Regions from separate parts of the Mus musculus genome. Here region 1 is linked to region 2. The links are chromatin contacts, called in public Hi-C maps. All regions are on one chromosome and are shown on one strand. The core of a region is the stretch at or near the end of the contact, and the rest is flanking DNA. Distances in the headings are between cores, read along the strand shown.

Region 1 (6,122 bases), core at 384-2,883, 760 kb before region 2:
TTATATTGCTTAACCACAATTCTAGCAGTCAGCACAGTAATAGGTATTCAGCTGGTGCTAAGTGAAAGCTATGAAATGTCATGGGTGAGTCTCAAGTCCAAAGGGTAAATCAGACCAAAGTTTAGCTTCAGGGAATAATGAGTTCTGTTCTTTTCTTCCTTCCTTTCTTTTCTTTCTTTTCTCTCCCTTTATTTTTTGAAAGATAGGGTCTTGAAATTCAAAGACTAGGTTGCCTGGGAATTTATTATGTAGCCCACACTGGCCTTAAACTCCTGATCCTTCCATCTCAACCTCTCAAGTGCTGGGAGGACAAGCATATACCACCATAACCAATCCTACTGTTTATCAATTTCTTATTTTAATGAAACTTGGGTTTGGTCAGAGAACATGATGAATGTTACATTGATAAGGCCACTGCCTTAGGAAATAGTGGGTTTAAGTATTGGCTCCACTACACTTTAATTTTGTCTCCCTGGGAAAGCCATTCCTCTAGGTGCTGTTGCTAGTTCTTCATCATTTTCTTCTTCTTCTTCTTCTTCTTCTTCTTCTTCTTCTTCTTCTTCTTCTTCTTCTTTCTCCTCCTCCTCCTCTTCCTCCTCCTCCTTCTTCTCCTTTAGCAGAGATGCTCATTTCCTTGTTGTCCCCACCCCAATAAATAATTTTTTATAGAAAGAAATCAAAGCCACTTTGTTAGTGCTTTAAAATGTATCATCATCATTAAATAATTATAAAATAAGCCTGTGCAATAAACACTCTAATTACTGCTATGCAAACGTAGTGGTGCTGAGCTCACACACAGAAAAAAGAAATTCTGCTTAGGAAGAAAGATTTGGTGACTGTGACAGATGTCAGGGGAATCAAATGTCAGAAGTGGTGACACTTGAGATGGCAAGCCAGAAAGAAAAAGGGTAAGGCCACTTCAGGCAGCAGGAAGGCTGAAGCAAAGAACTGGAGTAGGGAGAATCACAAATGAAGAATGCCTCCTAAGTAGTGATGATGTGGCTAACTTTCCAGGCACGTGGATCTAGCTGGATGTTCACAGAAGATTCTGGAAAGCTACCATACACCAAGTTAAAATCCTTTATTACTTGGTTACTTCGTAATTGTACTGTAAGAAGTGGTCACGGCCACTTGGGCACTGCGCTTTACAGTTTACAGCATGCTTTCCCATCCCTGTTCTCTTCGTTTCACGGACCCTCTGAAACAACCCTGGGTAAGTGATTGACCGAAGCCCCAGTGGTGATTCTCCTTATATAACGGAGGAAGTAGCACAGAAAGAAGAGGCAGCAGCTTGGAGGCCAGGGATGGAGGCTCAGGCCACACCTCAGATCAGGCGGGCCAAGAAAACGCAGCAGCAGCCCGGGGCGGTGCTCTCCATCCTACCCGAGCCGCCGATGCTGGACCGCTTCCTACTCACCCCTGACTCCAAGAATGGCGTCCCGGGGCCGCCCCAGGAGGCACAACCCTCACGGGGCCGCCCCTACCGCCAAGCCAGGCCACTGCGCCCACAGGAACAGACCCCAGGACACTAGAGCCCGGGAGCTCTGAAGAAGTAGCCTGGGGCTCCAGGCTGCACAGCCCTCTGGGAATTGTAGTTCCCGTCCCGGAGGCACAGAGGTACGCGGTCCCTTCCAATCCCGAAGAGCCCCGCGCACAGATGGCTTGGCCGTCGTGGGCACAGGGCTTACTGGGAAAGAGAGTCCCAGCTCTCCGATGACATGGTCAATGAAACTACAGTATGGACTACATTTCCCGACGTGCTTCGAGATGGGCAGGACCCGGAAGTGAGGGCGTGAGAGGCCTCTCTGGAAGTTGTCCCGGGTGTTCGCCGCTGGAGCTCCGGGTCGAGAGGACGAGGTGCCGCTGCCGCCGGCCCCGGAGCCCAGCCCTTTTCTAGCCCGGTCCAGTCCCAGCCGCCACCTCCTGACCCCGCCGTCGACCCCGTCGTTACCATGAATCCTGCGGTCTTCCTGTCTTTAGCAGACCTCAGATGCTCCTTGCTGCTCCTGGTGAGTGTATGTCGGGGTGACAAACCCTCCGACTGTGTCCCTGAACGCCTCCCGCCCTCCGCGAGGGGGAACGGTGCAGCCCCCTGCTTGCCTCGACTCTCCTCCGCTGGCGAGGCGTGCACCCCCGGGCACTACCTTCACTTTGGCCGTTCTTTTGGCTCCTTAAGCCTGCGGTCCACAAGGCCTGCGAAAGCACAGTCAGGGCTTGGAACCTGCAAATAGGAGAATTCGCCTTGGGGGGAGTGAGTGATCCGTGGGAGGGAGGTCACCGCTGAGGCCCCTGGAGTTCGTTTCAGTTTTGTGGACGTTGAGGACCTGCTTGGGGCACCAGAATCCTAAGGGACCTAGGGTACACCTAATGTTTTCTCCCACATGGAGGGGCGTTAGAAGCCGACAGGTGTTGGGGTCGTGTGAATCTCTCTCTGGATCCTTGAAACCGGCTGGCAAAGCCCTCTGTTGTGGCTTAATGTGATTGGTTGGAAACCCGGAACTGGAGTCTGGTTTGGTGTCGACTGGGAGAATAGGAATTTGAAAAGGTGGAGGATGTGATTATCTGACAGGCTCTGCTAGAGCCTCCTGCTAGCCTTGTTGCAACCTCTGCACCCTAGAAGCATACATAAATCTTGGTCAGTGCTCTGAACTGGAGAATAACCAGCTCTCCTGCATACCTAGGTGCTTGGTACTTCCCTGCCTGCCCAACACCATCCCATCTTAGAAAAGAATCTTCCCCCAGTTCTTCTTCTGAAGTCTATCTTGAGTATGCAACTTACTTGGCCTCTTCTTAAGGTCAAATTGAGACAAAAACTGAAGGTCTAACTCCATATGTGAACATGAGAGGAATTTAATTGGACCGTAATGACAGCATTTGAGAATACTTGAATTGTGGTAGATTCTTAGAAAGCTAAGATTAGCATCATTGAATATAAATTACTTTCTTCACAGCTTAAGAATAATAATTAACTTGCAAGAAGCTGTGTAGTTGGTTACAGGCGAAACTGAGTCTAGAAATAGATTTCTTAATTTGTAGTGTGTATTCCCCCGTATCACATAAAAAGTTTAATGTCTGCACTTAAAATACTTTTCATTCTCATTATGGCTTGAAAGCCATTTTTTAAAAAGCTATATATAATACTCTGCTTTTTTCAAAATAAAGTAGTGTAAACTAAATGAAATGAAAATAGTTCTGAAGGCTACAGTTGTGTATAAACGAGGCCACATATGTCTTCTTAGCACTTGTAAGTATATAGCAGTAAATTACTTCTATATAGAGGATCTCTCTCTCTCTCTTCTCTCTCTCTGTCTGTCTCTGTCACTCTCTGTCTCTCTGTCTCTCCCTCCCTCCTCTCTCTCTCTCTCTCTCTCTCTCTCTCTCTCTGTGTGTGTGTGTGTGTATGTGTGTTATTATGTACTGTGGCACCTTCTAGAACTGTTGCATTAATAAGAGGCCATATACTTCTTAAGGATACTAATTACTAATCTTTTCCTCAGCCTTAAAAAGAGTTGTCTGTTAGAAATTATTTTTAGGTGACTGAGAAGTTCAAAGATCAACATTCTTAAGAAATTGAAACATTGAAACATTTCTGTAGGAAAATGTCACTAGAGCTAAGTTTAAGAAGAGTGAGGTCCAGGGCAGCCAAGGCTATACAGAGAAACCCTGTCTCAAAAACCAACAAACAAAACCAAACAGAATGAGGACATTTATTTCTAAGTAACACAGACTTTTTCTAGAGAATTTATCAACCCTGTTAAATACCTAAGTGAAGATTTCTTCTCCAATAAAGCCTACATTTTCCTAAAGTCTAGTTAAAAACACATTGTGTGTTTGTCTTTCCAAGCAAAGATAGATGATAGGACCAGAAGAAGCCCAGAAGCCATTTCAGAGAACTCCTGTGAAGATGAATGGTCTGAAAGCAAAGCCTCAGAAGTTCTCATAAACCAGAAGCACAAGTCAAGTTAGCGCCCATGTGAGCATAGTATTTGCTTACTTAGTTCTAATCATTTTAAACTCGTCTTAAACTAGCTTAGCAAATATTCATAGAGCATTGGTTTAATCTCAACAGTGTGTAGCCTGTCTGACTGCTAATTCAGTCACAGTGACGGAACCTGCTTACTCAGTATCCCACCTGTCTAATGAATAATCCTCTGAGTTCCCTTCAGGCTTCAACTTGATGCCTTTCACAGGCAGACATAGAAAACTCCAGCTCCCGTTTAGCTTAGGTCATCATTTTTTCCCTTAAGTGGTTGGCTCTCAACATCCATATATCCTCTTACCATAGTAAGAAGCACTCTACCTCAGTTTTAAAGACCTACTAAGACCTTCTTAAATATGTAGGGATCATAAAATAATAGCTGAAGTTATAACACTAAATTTCAGGAATCAAATGACAATTTTTTTCCCCTTATCTCAAAAGTATTCTAGGGGGAAAAAAAGTATTCTAGACTACATCACTGTATGCCTTGAAAGCCTTCCTGCATGGGCATCAAACCACAGACTCTGTGATGACTCTTTCATTGAGTGCTATTGGCCCTCTCTCCTTTGTGTCAGAGACAGGTTGCTTGAGAACTGAAGCGGTTTCTTTTCTGCTTACCTTCCCTAGCTTGTGCTCTCTGCGCTGGTCGTGTGTAAGTTTTGAAAATGTGAGGTAAGAGAGGGATGGATAAATCTGAATGGAGTTGTGTCAGATATTCTCTGTTAACTTTAGAGATTTTAACCCTTTATTCCAGTTGTTTTATTGACGATGTCATCTCACTAATCTCTTGATTCTAAGACTCTAGGTTGTTACTAGCTCTGGTAGTCCTGGGCTTCTATAAGCTAATACCTTCATTACTGTTGCTTTTGTTTTTTTATTTTTCTATATGTATAGGAAGCCAAGAAAATAGTACCTGGTTTAGGAAGCTAAGTAATTAGAGAGCTAAGTAAACACTGGTAGAGTCTGCTGAGTTTAATTTTTAAGATTTTTGTAGGTGTCAGTTTTAGTCATTAATGTCAACAATAAAAGTGTTCAATCTTCAAAAAAATACTATTGGAAGCCCTTAATTAGATTCATAGCAGGTGGGTTATTTATCCTTTTTATATAACTTTTTAAATGTAACCTATGGGTTACACTATGGGCTGCTCTTTAAAATTAGTTGAGACAGTTTTAATAAAACACAGTTCATGGGTATCCTGGATTCTGTTCTCATCTCAGAACAGACAAATAAACAGCAACACAAAGTTGCTTGGGCTGTACCCCAGTTATATGTCATAGAGTCCAGGCACTGGTTTAATTTCCCCCCGAAACACTATTGTGACACTTACAAATGTATTCAGATACTACTTGATGTTAAATATTCCTAATTGTGTCTTATTTTAAAAACTGGTCACTCAAATTGGAACCACATGAGCTCCATGCATGCGAGTTGGTTTCTGTGTCTCCTGTAAAACGTTAGGCTGCCTGGAATTGAGCCCAGGGCCTTGAGCATCCTGAGCACACACTGTGCCACTGATCAGCTACCAGCCTAAGCTAAAGTCTGTAGCTTCCTTTCCCATCTCATTTTTCCCTTGGTAACTTAGATATAGATACAGAGCATCTCACATTCTTGGTATTACTATTTGTAGCCTCTTAATGTTGTTTTGATGTTTCTCTGTTGTTTTATTAATAGAAATCTGTAATTCAGTTTTTGTGATTTTTTTTTTTAACCACTAGCTCAGTATGTATTGCTAAATTTGCTTATTTATCTTTCAAGTCAGGATTCTAAAAACTTATTATTTACTTTATAATCATATAAAACGTATGATCTTCAGAACCAGACAAATTGTGTTAAGATAATTCTAATTTTTGTCTCTTATGCTGATATAAGAAGACTTAGTATTTTTTTTTTTTTACTTCTATGGCCATTTCTTTTAAAAAACTAATGTAAGTCATTTGCTTTGATGTCTATATATGTATTTTTCTAGTTTGATTAGACTATATATATTATTCATACTTTTCACTTTAAAATTATAAAAATAGCTTTCCAGCTTCAAGTTTTATCTTAAAGGTGTTGAGATGGAACTGTTCTACATGTGTACACATGTGAGTGTGTGCGTGTGTTTATGTGTTGGAGGTTGCATGTGTATGTGCATTCAGGAGG
Region 2 (6,233 bases), core at 1,543-4,042:
GGCAAATGAGGGGCGGGAGCTGGGTGTGGTGGCACAGCCCTGTGATCCCAGCACTCTGAAAACTGAGACTGGAGGGGCTCAAGTTCTAGGTCATCCTGGGCCACTGACTCAAAACCTGGGGGGAAAGAGGCCTGAGAAGTTGATAAAGCGCTTCACCTAGAAACACAAGGACATCAGTTTGATCCTCAGAACTCTCGGTTTTTATAAGTAAACATTTAAATTTAAAAAACGAAGAGGCACAGCGTATGTGCTTGTAATCCCAGTGCTGAGAGGTGAAGACAGGTCCCTGGAGCTCACTGGGCAAACTAAACTGCTAAACTGCTTGGCAGACGCTGTCCTCTGGCCTCCACAGGCATGCGCACACACAGATGTGACCATGCACATGTGCATACACACACACACACACACTACAAGCACAGACAGACAGACAGACACACATACACTACAAACACAGACAGACAGACAGACACTACAAACACAGACAGACAGACACAGGCACACATACATACACACACTACAAACACAGACAGACAGACACAGGCACACACACACACACACACACACACACACACACACACACACACCATGCTCAGAAATCCAGCCGACTCTACATACAGTAACTCCATTCAGAGTATCCTTGTACCTCATAAACAGGACCTCAAGCAATGTACCTGGTCTCAACAGACCTCAAAGATTGTTTGCAAGCCAGATGTGACATGCTTCTGTTCTTGTCCTCATGACCAAGGACGCTGTCGTGCTCAGAAACTCTTGAATCCAACCCACAAATTATCAGCGGTTTCTGGTTTTCTTTGCATGTTGCCGGGGGGAGGGGGGGGAGGGGCTCGTATCCCCCTTCACTGTTCTGAAGCTCAGCCAAGGTTCATGTATAGGATCATAGCCTCCACTTAAGAAAAGGGAGGCCAGAACTTGGATGTATTGCTTCCCTGACCAAACAGCACAGTGAGTCCACGCTCAGAAGACATCTGACAAATCTTCCAGCCTTGTGTTGTGAAGCAAGACCCTGGCAGGCAGAGATTTGTCACAGCCTTGTGGGGAGCTACTAAAGGGGTTGCCACTTGTGCTTTGCCCTTTACTTGGCAACTCTTCCATCCTAGTGCCTGGGAAAATGAGGCCCTCTGTTTGGCCATAAGTTTGCAGCATTGGAGTGGAATTGAATCTGACAGGTAGGTATCCGTTTTCTGTGTGATGAATGGGCTCTTGGTTTCTGCCTCCTCGTCTGGAAGGTCCAGATCCCCAACTGGGGTGGCAGATTCACCAGGAGAAGTGGCATTGAATGGAGAGAGAGGGACCGACCCACAAGTTCCTGGGGCCTCTGGGAATTGGGTTACAAACAGAGTTGAGGACAAGTGAAAAAAAATCACAGTATCTTTTAGCTCAATCTAGATGTTCTTTGAATCAGTCTGCAAGCTCTATAGCCTGGAGATGTGTAGAGATACCAGCCACTGTCAAGAATAAGCTACAGTCATGACTTCCTGTTCTTTCTTTTCCCTCCTCCTCCAGCTAAGAAGGCTCCTTCCTTAATATGATCCACTCCAGGCAAAGCAAAGAGGATAAGATGTGTAGTGTGAAGCTCGGAGCCCAAGTCTCCTCTCTGGCAGGCTTATAATGAGGCCTTAGGCAAAGCCCCAATCCCCTGTTTACCTACCTGCAAAATGGGAAAGTAGCTCCCCCAGGCATGGTTCATTCTCCATATATTTCTATTAAATTACTCCACAGAATGCCACCCCTGTTTTAGAAGCTAGAAATGCCAGGTGACCATGCCTGCCCTTACTCTCCGAACCTCAGATAGGAGAGTGTGTGTTCTAGTTGTTTTTGCAAATGACACCAGGCCTGGCATCCTAACTACCAAGTCTACAAGATGCTCTGACCAAGATGGCTATGGCCTCAAGCCGCAAAAGAGAAGTCAACTGAAGGCTTTAGAGTCAGCCACAGGTCGCTCATAAGCCACGGGACAGCATAAAATCCTGAAGTTCTCTCTCGACCTTTGGTGTGCTCTTCTACAACATGGGAACACCCAGAGTTCTCCGGAGGGATGTTCAAAGGAATCCATGATATGGTTCCTCTAAAGCAGAATACAGAGCTGTCTGGTTCCTAGTAAGTGTCCAGTGATATTCTAGTTCCGCGATGATGGTGAGAAACATTCTAAAGGCAGAGGCCCTCGCACATCATCTAAAACCACGTTCCTCCGGAGAAGCTCCGGGGCCGCTTCGGGCGCTGCGTGGTGACATGCGCTTCTTGTATTTATCCCCCAAGGCTTCCTTTCGGCGGCTTCTTCCCCAGCAGCTGCTCTGTCAGGGGGCCATATGCCACCTCGCTGCAGAGCAGCTTTGAAGAAGTGACTGCCAGCCCCACAGGAGAACTGTGCAGCTGGGTTCGTGGCTCAGGGGCACAGGCCTCCATCACGCCACCGGCAGCCTGCCTGCAACTCCTTGCTGCTCTGGATGCTGTGAGCTCCAGCCCCAGCTCCACACCCCAGCACCTGTTCCTGACCCCACCCCACCACAGGAGCTCCAGCTCTGCACCACATGCTCCAGTCCCTCACCATGAGCCCCATTCCACCACCACCACCCTAACTCCCCACCCCAACACACACACACACACACACACACACACCAGAGCTCCAGCCCTGCACCCTAAGCTCCAGTAAGGCACAAGCACAAGTGGGCAGGGGCAGGAGGCCAGGCCTGGTTCCGGGAGGGGGTGCACATGGCAAGGAGGCCAGCTGGAGGAACAGGAGGGGACAGATGCCATGGGGGCCCGGATTTGTTCCTGCAGGAAGAATTCAAGGAGCTAATTGTCTCATTACCCGGGAACGATGTTCTCTATGGCCCTGCCACGCGGGGTAGAAAGATGCTCTGTGTGTGTGTGTGTGTGTGTGTGTGTGTGTGTGTGTGTGTGTGTGTGTGTGTGTGTGTGTGCAAGCGCATGCGCAGAAGCATTAGTGAGTGGATGGGAAGAAAGAAAGGGGAGGCTGGCCTCGGATTCTTCCAGATCTGTGCTGTAGAGCAACTTCTAGCTTCCAAACCTGGGAAGGAGCTGCTTTAAAGAATTCATCCTCAACAGTAGGGAAACATTCCCGCCACCTCCGTGTTCCCTACATCACCTTCAGGGCAACGCAGCATGGGCATAAACACCTCACACCCTGCCATTTCCCTTTGCCCTGAGTTTGCCATCCCATTCTTTACAGTGTGACAGTCCTTAGGTTCTGGCTTGCTCTTCAGGTCCCCCTTGCTTTTGTGCAGCAATTCTCAGCCCATTTCTGCTTCCTGCATTTGCAATGCTGTGCCCTCTGCCTGCCCAAATCAACCCATCTCCTTCAGCACAGTTGTCAGAGACCAGTTCAGCAGCCCCCCTCTTTTCCTTCAGCTTTTGTTATGTGACTCCTGTCTTTCTACATCTAATTTCAGACTTCCTAGTGTGAAAAGAAAGGTATATAACCTCTGCAGGCCCTTGACTCTCACAGTAACTTCCCACCCACACTGTGGCATCCTTGCCTCATAAGTGGAGGTCCTGGAAAGGGGGCAGGATAACCGCTGGACTCCCTCTTGCTGTGCAACCAGATGGGAGATGGAGAGAAGCTTTTCAGCAGAGCATCTCAATGTCTTCTCTGGGCGAGCTCTGGAGACACAGGACACCAGACTGTTTTTACCAGGCCAGCATTTATGGAAGCAATCTTTGAGAAGTGCCAGTTGCCACTGCTGGGCTCAACCTTTCTAGCCTCCTACTACCTCTTCTTTCTGAGCTGGTACCCTCGTATCCAGCGTACTCATGAATGTGTCAGTAGGAACTGCACGTTTGTGTGTGAGAGAGATGTAGGCACTGGTGTGCCTAATTAGACAGTTGAATGTTATTTTTACTTAACGAGTTTTAAATTTCTTTTCACGTTGTTTTTATATGGAGTGGAGTAGGAGGGTATACAAGTGTCATGCTGCACAAGATCAGAAGACAACTGGAGGGAGCCACTTCTCTCCTTCTGCCTTGTGGGTTCTGGGGCTCAAACTCAGGTTGTCAAGCTTGGCAGTGAGCAAGTGCCTTTACCACTGAGCCATCCTGCCATCTGTCTTCACAGTTTGACTGGCCATCTTAGAGCTGCAAGATGGCTGCTCACGACCAGCCTCACATTTGGGAGAAGAAGGAGGAGGAGGAGGAGGAGGAGGAGGAGGAGGAGGAGGAGGAGGAGGAGGAGGAGGAGGAGGAAGAGGAGGAGGAGGCGGAGAAGGAAGAGGAGGAGGAGGAGGAGGAGGAGGAGAAGAAGAAGAAGAAGAAGAGGAGGAGGAGGAGGAGGAGGAGGAGGAGGAGGAGGAGGAGGAGGAGGAAAGTGAGGAGGGGGGAAGGGGTTGGGGAAAGAGATAGCTCCTCCCTCAGGGAAGAAAAGCTTTCCTGAAATCCCAACAAAGTCTCCACTTGCACAGGCCATGCCATGCTCGTGACTGCCCTCAGATGCAAGGGAGACCAGGAATGAAGTTGTTTCCCTGGGCACAGAGGAATCCCAAACAATGTCAAGATGCTATTGATAAAGAATGAGAAAATGACACAAATCTGTGGATGACTTAGCTCTGACGTCCTCACTAGTAGTGAACCTGAAGCTCTATCAGACATACCCAACTTCTTTATTTCACGTTTTATCTTCATGGTTCATGCATGAAAACCATGCAATTGAGTCACATCTTTTAAAAACCAGGGGGTCAAGTCGCATAATTCTTTAAATTTGTGATTTTGAATCAGCTACATTCATAGCTGCCCTGGGTCATCTGCATAGACTTAGATAGACGGCCCCTGCCATTCTCCACCCTCTTTTCTACACATTTAGAATTTGACTTTTCACTGTGCCCTCCCCTGGCTTCTTGAGAAATGCTCAATAACCCCTAGCACACACTGTTAGGTTAAACTAAATCAGATCTACAACATCTAGCCCTGACTCATCTGAGCCATTGCCTCCATGTCTCGGTTCTTCAGTGGTTGATTATGAACCATTTACAAACCCCCAGCACAGATAGATGCATGCCCTGAGGACTGAGGTGGACTCAAGCATATTCTTTCCGACAGCTGTCTGGCATGTAAATCGTAATGCAGGTGTTTATTGCTAGCTACGTATCCTTTTGAAGAAAAGTCATCTTACATCTTTTAATAGAAAAGACATCTATGCAGATTTTTTTAAAAATCTTACACAAATGCTATAAATTTGATAAACAAATAGAAGTAAGGAAATCAGCCAGAAGTATACTCTGAGTTGAAAAGGTTTTTAAATCATTAAAGAGGATTTCCTTTTTAATGAAGAAATTAGGGCTCGAAGATCAAATACGAAACTCTGCGTTGCTTGTGCCTTAACTGAATCTCCAGGACTACGGGGGTGGGGGCTCTGGAAGACAAAGGTGGGGCTGGGTATGTTGGGTTGATGTCCTTCTCCCCTCTAGATGGTGTGTCTCAGGACAGGGAGCAGGAGCTGGGGCTTCTCTGCACCCCTAGTGGAACCAGCAGCAGTCGTGACTCCTGCCACTCCCTGAACTGCTCGAGGCACAGCGTGGAGAGACGGCCCACTTCCTCGCACGATGAGACTATACTGGAGGTGCTTATGTTTTAAGGTTCTTCTTCTCCTACCTCCCCTCCCAAGACTTCTCTTCCTACCTCTCTCCTTCTCCTCTTCATCTTTCCAATACGGGGCCTCACGTAGCCCAGAATGGCCTATATTCACTATACAATTTGACTTTAAATTTCTGATCCTCCTGTCTCCATCTGCCAAGTGCTGGGGTTAGAGTCCTGTACCACCACACCTAGGTTATGTTATGCTGAGGGTGGAATCATAGTTTGTTGACGAGATTTCTCCCAACTGACTACAGCCCCAGACCCCTGTTTTTACCTCTTTATACTAAGAATAAAAATAGCTAAGCTGAACGTGATCATGTATGCCTGTAATCCCTGCACTTCACAAGTTCAAGGCTAGCCTAGGGTAGAACCTGTCTTAAAACTACAGCACCACCACCACAACAAAATAATGATGGTAATGATGATGATGATGATAATTATAATAATAATAATAATAATAATATAATAAAGGAAAATATTCTGTATTGTGTGGTTGTGAAGAAGGAAGAAGGGAAGGGACAGGAAGTGAATGAGCCCACCCCATCATCTCACAACATCAGACAGATCTCTGTTCCTTTCTGTTTGTTTTTATAGACTGAGCCTATAAAACTTAGAGCCTACTCATGTCA

The links. Hi-C and Micro-C count contacts between places; a contact is called where the count stands out from the background.
Region 1: a contact with region 2 is called in a Hi-C map of cortical neurons, with 2.2 times the contacts expected there. The contact joins the promoter of Invs here to the enhancer-like site in region 2. A contact is called at or near these places in 2 of 39 promoter capture datasets (hippocampal neurons and neural stem cells), 1 of 484 Hi-C or Micro-C datasets (cortical neurons) and 10 of 115 datasets of contacts at active chromatin or transcription factors (bone marrow-derived macrophages, cardiomyocytes, embryonic basal ganglia and 6 more).

What each region holds. Positions count from the first base shown.
Region 1 is chr4:48,275,271-48,281,392 of GRCm38.p6, reverse strand. It overlaps Invs (inversin), which reads right to left and starts at 1,633. Exons shown (of 17, transcript NM_010569.4): 1 at 1,418-1,633. Erp44 (endoplasmic reticulum protein 44) reads left to right here and starts at 1,804. Exons shown (of 12, transcript NM_029572.3): 1 at 1,804-2,009. The coding sequence starts at 1,953.
Region 2 is chr4:47,515,205-47,521,437 of GRCm38.p6, reverse strand. No RefSeq gene overlaps it. Among named protein-coding and RNA genes, the nearest start is that of Gm42283, 23 kb to the right of the region's middle. Within about 2 kb of position 2,792, at least 17 of the 459 cell types and tissues checked have an H3K27ac peak or open chromatin away from gene starts, as enhancers often do. A contact at or near this core is called in cortical neurons and hippocampal neurons, where this site is marked.